2 separate regions of the Gossypium hirsutum genome follow, and region 2 is linked to region 1. Evidence: chromatin contacts called from public Hi-C data. All regions are on one chromosome and are shown on one strand. Each heading gives the region's core, a stretch centred on a gene start, on an enhancer-like site or on the middle of the called end of the contact. The rest is flanking DNA. Distances are from core to core; before and after follow the strand shown.

Region 1 (2,937 bases), core at 401-2,900:
TAGACCACCAGTTCTGGCTCTCGATCTAGCTTGATGGTTTCGTTTACTTGGTTCAGAGTAACCGAAAGCCACAGGTCATAGGTTCGAGGGCCGTAAGAGAGAGCAGAGAGAGAATGAAGCAAACAAAGATTAGACCACCAGTATGAAGCAAACAAAGATTAGACCATAAGTTCTCAATTCAACCAGTTCGATCGGTTCGACCATCATACCAACAATAATTAAATAAATAATTAAAAATTCATAAAAAAAACTAAAAATGCAAGTAAAATAGATTTTATCTTTTCTTTTTATTTTTATTTTTACTTTTTTAATTTTTTAGTTATTTATTTAATTATTTTTGGTCCAATGGTCGAACTGGTTGAATCGGGAACTGGTGGCCTAACCTGGTCAACCATGGGTTTGGTTATTAAAACACCAAATATAACACTTTTGAAATTGTACCACGTCATCATCTAAAACTTTTTTTTTTAAACTTAGAGTGCCACATTATTAAACTTTCAGATTTTTCAAGTTCAGTAATAAAAATGGACCTAGTTGTCGAGTTCAAAATGGACAAAAAAAATATAAGCTCCAAAGTGAACTCTAATTGTCAAGTTTAGTGACTAATGTGGACTTATTTTTCAAGTTTAGGGGTCAATACTTATATTATCCTCTTTCTTTTCACAATCATTAATAGAATAAGCTATTTCAATACGCGAATAAAGAAAAATTTTAAATACCTACATGCCAAGTTTGACAGGTCAAAAGTTGCATTACCCATACATTTAACTGTTGAAATGCATGCATACAGACAGATTATAAGTTTTGCAAGAATTGTTTGTCATTGTTTGGAAACAAGTGTTGACAGTTGAGGACTGCCAGCATTTTGAATGTTAACATTGGAGATAATGACCCAAAGGGACCAAACAAAAACTCCATAAAGAGCCAAAAACTGTTGGGGTGTGTTTGGTTTGAAGTCTGATGAGCATGACATGAGCGGCGTTGGTTTGTAGATATGGGGCCGAGGGGTGGGGGTTGCCTTGTCGTGATCGTATTAATCATATATCATGTAGTTGTAAGATGTTATTGTATCCTTCTGTCCATTTCCAAGGACATAACTTTGAATACACTCCTCTGTTAAATTGATTCAATTAGTAAATTTGAATTTAAATATTATTAATATTTGTGTTTTTCTTCTATAGCAAATTACGAATATATATAAAATTTTCAAGACTTGGTCACTATTGAAACTTGTTTATGTTCACTTCGTATATTTTATGTTACATTGGTTACGTGGAAAACTGTTTCCAAACTCAAAAAGCATCACACTATTTTGTTAGCTTACCTTCGAGGTTTAGCAATTTGTCAACTGAGATATGAAAGTTACAAAACAATGATAATGAAGCTCTAGAAAGAAAACGGAAGTTCAACAAGATCACTTTTGGTTAATGTGAGTTTCATCATGCTAATTTCAATATGTGTATGTTCGATCTCAATTCGTGTAGGTCATGCATAGGTTTTGTCCTATTACCTCAATGTTGTTTTCTCACGTTTCATTCAGGTTTACGACTGTCTTGGCCGGCCCTTCGGGATTGGGTTCATAAGATGGTTAGTTAGGTCTTTCAATTATCTTAATACGATGTAAACCCCAATCCATCGTGACCTTAACCTGCTTTCATTGGGCTGGGATTTCCTCCAGGCCTATGTTATCTAGTTTGATGCCCTATGGAGGAGAGGACGGCATTAATCAATCAATTCAACATGCTTAAAGACTTCTGTCGTTAGTTGAGGTGATAATGTTGCAAATTTCTCGAAAACCTACTTTTTGGTTAAAAACAATGATTCTTTTAGTGGTGGTGAGAGCAGTTGAGAAGAGGTGATGCCATGCCAATTATGACTTTGAAGTGAATTTTGGTTAACATTTGAAGAGTATTAGGATTGGCTCAGCCTCAGTTAGTATTCAACTCAGCTCAATTGCTTATCCTTCAAACACTCCGAACACATTGCTTGTGTGTTATTATTATTATTATTATTTTTACAGTTTCTTCAAGGGAATTGGACAATGAGTTGAGTAACTGGAAAGATGGGGAAGGACATCTCATTATTAGACTGTTTGTTTTGTTTGGTATTTATTGCAAATTAATTGCTGGCTTTATTATCAACTCCCCCCCCCCAAAAAAAAAAATGGTTGCTGGCTTAGGCTTAGCTGTGAAACATAATTTCTTCCCACTAGCTTTAAAGGCCCAACTTACTCCTGTAACTTGCTGTAGGCCTTTTAACTCCTAAAACCAAAAAAAAAAAAAAAAAAAAATTGAAGTTATGATATTACTTTTTATATTTTGTAAAAGTTCGTGAATTTAATTTATATATTTTAATTTGATTATTTTAGTTGCTGTAGTTTTTAAATTTTAAAATTTCAGTTCTCGCAAAATAATCATTGTTAAATTCATTAATTTTGTTATTTCTAAAATTTAACGAGGCAAATATATTATCATGTGTTATACACTGCTAACTTGTCATTTCCACGTATTGCTCACTAAAGATCCAATTTATGAATTAATGATTGTTATTTGTGTCAAGACTAAAATTTCGAAATTGGTGAAGTATAGGGACTTAAAATGATCAAATTAGTGAATATAGACTAAATCTACAATTGCACATAGATTGTAGAACCAGTAATTGAATTTAACCAAACAAATTTAACTATTACTTTTTAGGTTAGGATTAAAATTTTAAAATTTGAAAAGTAAAAGACTAAATCCATAACTTTTACAAAGTATAGGGACTAATAGCATAATTTTACCTAAGATAAATGAGTTATGGACACAATAAATGGAGTCTTTCTTATTTCTTCGTTGGGACATTGGATGTGATAGGATAGGATGGTAAAGTTTGGATTCCAATTATAATTTCACACAAAAATTTTGCCATTAGGTCAAAATAATACTTAACGCTCAA
Region 2 (3,124 bases), core at 59-2,558, 66 kb after region 1:
ATTTCAGAAGTTCACACATTCGCAAGTTAAAAAAATCTAAAAGTTCTTTGAAGGGGAAATTTTGTAGACTTGAAGTATTCTCCTTGCCAAACAATCATTATTAAATCATATTTCCTCAATTTGATCAATTACGTTTTAGTCCTATAATTTTCAAATTTTACAATTTAGTCTCTTAGCCACATTTTCACACTCACAATTTCTTACATTGGTTTCCACCTTCTATATCAACTTAATTCTTTGAGAATTCTCTTTATCTGACTCATTTATGAATTTCCTCGAAACTCACTAAACACGATCTAAAAACTATACCAGATGTAGTATTTGAGATTTTGGGGCATTGCAAAATTTGTCCCTAAACTTGGCAATTATTCCCACATTGGGGCTTGAACTTTTTTTTGTCCAATTTAGTCTATGATATTTCGTTAAAAAAGTTGAAGAAAAAAAAATTAATCCCTGATATGAGAACAATTATCGAGTTCAAACCTTAAATAGTGCATTAACCCTATTTGTTTTATGAAAGAAAATTTATATGGAAGGTCAGGATTCTCAAAAGGTATAATGATTTATTTAGCCCTCCAATTTTATAAAAAAAAAAGTTATTTTACCCATCCATTTAATTCTTACCTTTTTAGCTTTTAAACTTGTATTTTCTTATCAAATCACCCCAAAGTAGATTAAAAAGTTAATGTTTTTTAACTTATGTTGCATACATGTGGATTACCGTGTGGATGACACGTTAGCATTTAATTAATTTTTTAAAATTAAAAAATTCAAAAAATATAGATAAAATATTTTTAAGCATTAAAAATTATTAAAATTATTTTAAAAAATTATAATTTTTTTATAATTTTTAAATAATTAATCAAATGCTAATGTGTCATTTACATGGTAATCCACGTATATGTCATGTCAACAAAGTTAACAAAAATTAATTTTTTCATCTATTTTGAGATGATTTGACAAAAAATATAAATTCAAGAGCTAAAAGAGACAAAAAAAAATTAAAATAATATTTTTGATAAAATTAAAGAGACAAATAAATCATTATATCTCCATAAAGCGAAAGTCAATGAGGTTGAATTCTTTAGTTGACATACAAAATTGTTACATGCCATAGGACCGCAAGCACGATAGCAATTGACACGATCCGTGCCTTCGCAAGTTGGATATCTTTGAAACGGGCTAACCATGGAGTTTTGATCCATGACCTATTTGGCAAACATGGCCCTAACTAAGGGACTTGAGTCCAAATGGTGATACCCATTTTGTTATGGTTCAAGGAAGGAAGCAAAGACATGACATGGGTTAATTTGGTACGATATTAAAAAGCATTTCTGGATGGTATATAGGGACGTCCGGTATATACTTAGCTGGCATTGGTAATGTCTAGGATTGGGAGACAAAGAGTCACAACAGCATTTAGACCCAAAAGGTACAACACAGTGGAGCCAAATTAGTGGTTTTGGTTGCCCATATTTACCTCTCGCAACAACCTAGTAGACCACACGCCACCCTCCCATTTATTAGGGTATTGTAATCTCATCATAATCATTATCCCTCTCTCGGTTTCCATGTGACTCTGTGCAGCAGTCTGCAGAGGTTCCACTTCCGCAGTCACTTGCTGAAATTTATATGACGGCTTCACCCACAACTCCACCAATATTATTATTGACAAATCATATGTTACGTCAACATGAGAATTTCTAATTCATTAACACTGGAATTTTAATCAAACCACCTTGTTGGGTAGTGCAAAATATAGTAGAAGAAAAAAAAGCAACACGAGGAAGAGCATGTCCTACTTTACTTCTACATTGAAAGGATGGATATGATATGACATGGCATGATTACCTCAACTTTCTAACATTCAATTCCACCAGCAGAGCGCTACCTAACTCTATTTATTTCAGATGCTTCATCTCCATCATTATAATTATACTAATATTTATTTACTGTTTGTTTGCATCCAATTGTTTGAATAAACGCAACTCGTTTAAGCTTCAACTAAAACTTTATGGGCTGAATCAACTTCAACTTGACACAAGCAAATATTTTGTGTGTCTGACATTAAATATAGCCAAATACTATCATCTCCAAAATAAGAAAATTATTTAATTAAATAAGAATAAATTTGGTGTGTTTTTAATGTTTTATCTTATTGAATATAATTTTGTTTTTTTATATCAACAACTTCAATTTAAAATAATAATTGTGATCCTTAATAAATTTTGAATATGGTGATAAGATAAATTATACTTTTAAATAAATATATATGTTTAAATCTTAAATATGATATTTTAAGAGAGACAATCACAAACCCTAAATATAGACTATAAAACGAATATAAATTATATAAAAAAATATTAATTGTAATCAAATTTTGAAAATTGGAGATGATATTAGTATGAAGACGAGGAGGTTGTATTATTAAAATTTTTGAATGTTAAAATAAAATAAATTTATCAATTTTTTGCATTAAAGAAATTGAAAGAGAAATGTGACCAAAGTCTGTCCGTTCTTTTGTATTGATCATTTTAAAAATTTATCATTCGATTAAAAGTTTTAATGTTTTTGAAGTATTATTAAGTCGATTTAAAATTTTTAATATTTATTAGAAAAACTTTCTCCATTGAAGCTTGTTATTAAATTCTTGGTTGTAACATATAGTTAATTTATTTAATTAGGGAATAAATGTACGAAGGGAACTAGATATAAAAACGATTAGCTTTATCCATCAGCGGCAACTTTGAAGAGGATAGATGAGTTCAAAATTGCTGTATTACTTTGCTATTTCATATGTTGACCCTCAATGTTTTATTTGTAAGGGGAAGAAACTGGAGAAAATGAATGTAATAATTGAGCAGTTATACATTTTAAAGAGGGTAAATTAAGTTTGAATTAATATTTGTATCGAGTTAAATTGTTGGATGAATTCGTAGGTTTTTGTAGAGGTTAAACTGTTGAATCAGAATTATGTTTTGCTCTCTTTCCTTTCATGTTTAACTCACACTATAACATTAACGTATTCCCTGCTTTAACAACTTTGACAGAAATACTGTAATCCCTTAATTCTAAGGCAAACATTTAACTTTTTCTAAATGACAAAATATAAATTTAACCTTTA

What was found. Hi-C and Micro-C count contacts between places; a contact is called where the count stands out from the background.
Region 2: a contact with region 1 is called in a Hi-C map of leaf, with 1.7 times the contacts expected there. The contact joins two enhancer-like sites. A contact is called at or near these places in 2 of 34 Hi-C or Micro-C datasets (hypocotyl and leaf).

The regions. Positions count from the first base shown.
Region 1 is chrA12:86,835,076-86,838,012 of Gossypium_hirsutum_v2.1, forward strand. No RefSeq gene overlaps it. Among protein-coding and RNA genes, the nearest start is that of LOC107938053, 21 kb to the left of the region's middle. Within about 2 kb of position 1,651, at least 2 of the 9 cell types and tissues checked have an H3K27ac peak or open chromatin away from gene starts, as enhancers often do. A contact at or near this core is called in hypocotyl and leaf, where this site is marked.
Region 2 is chrA12:86,900,998-86,904,121 of Gossypium_hirsutum_v2.1, forward strand. No RefSeq gene overlaps it. Among protein-coding and RNA genes, the nearest start is that of LOC121210939, 5.0 kb to the right of the region's middle. Within about 2 kb of position 1,309, at least 4 of the 9 cell types and tissues checked have an H3K27ac peak or open chromatin away from gene starts, as enhancers often do. A contact at or near this core is called in hypocotyl and leaf, where this site is marked.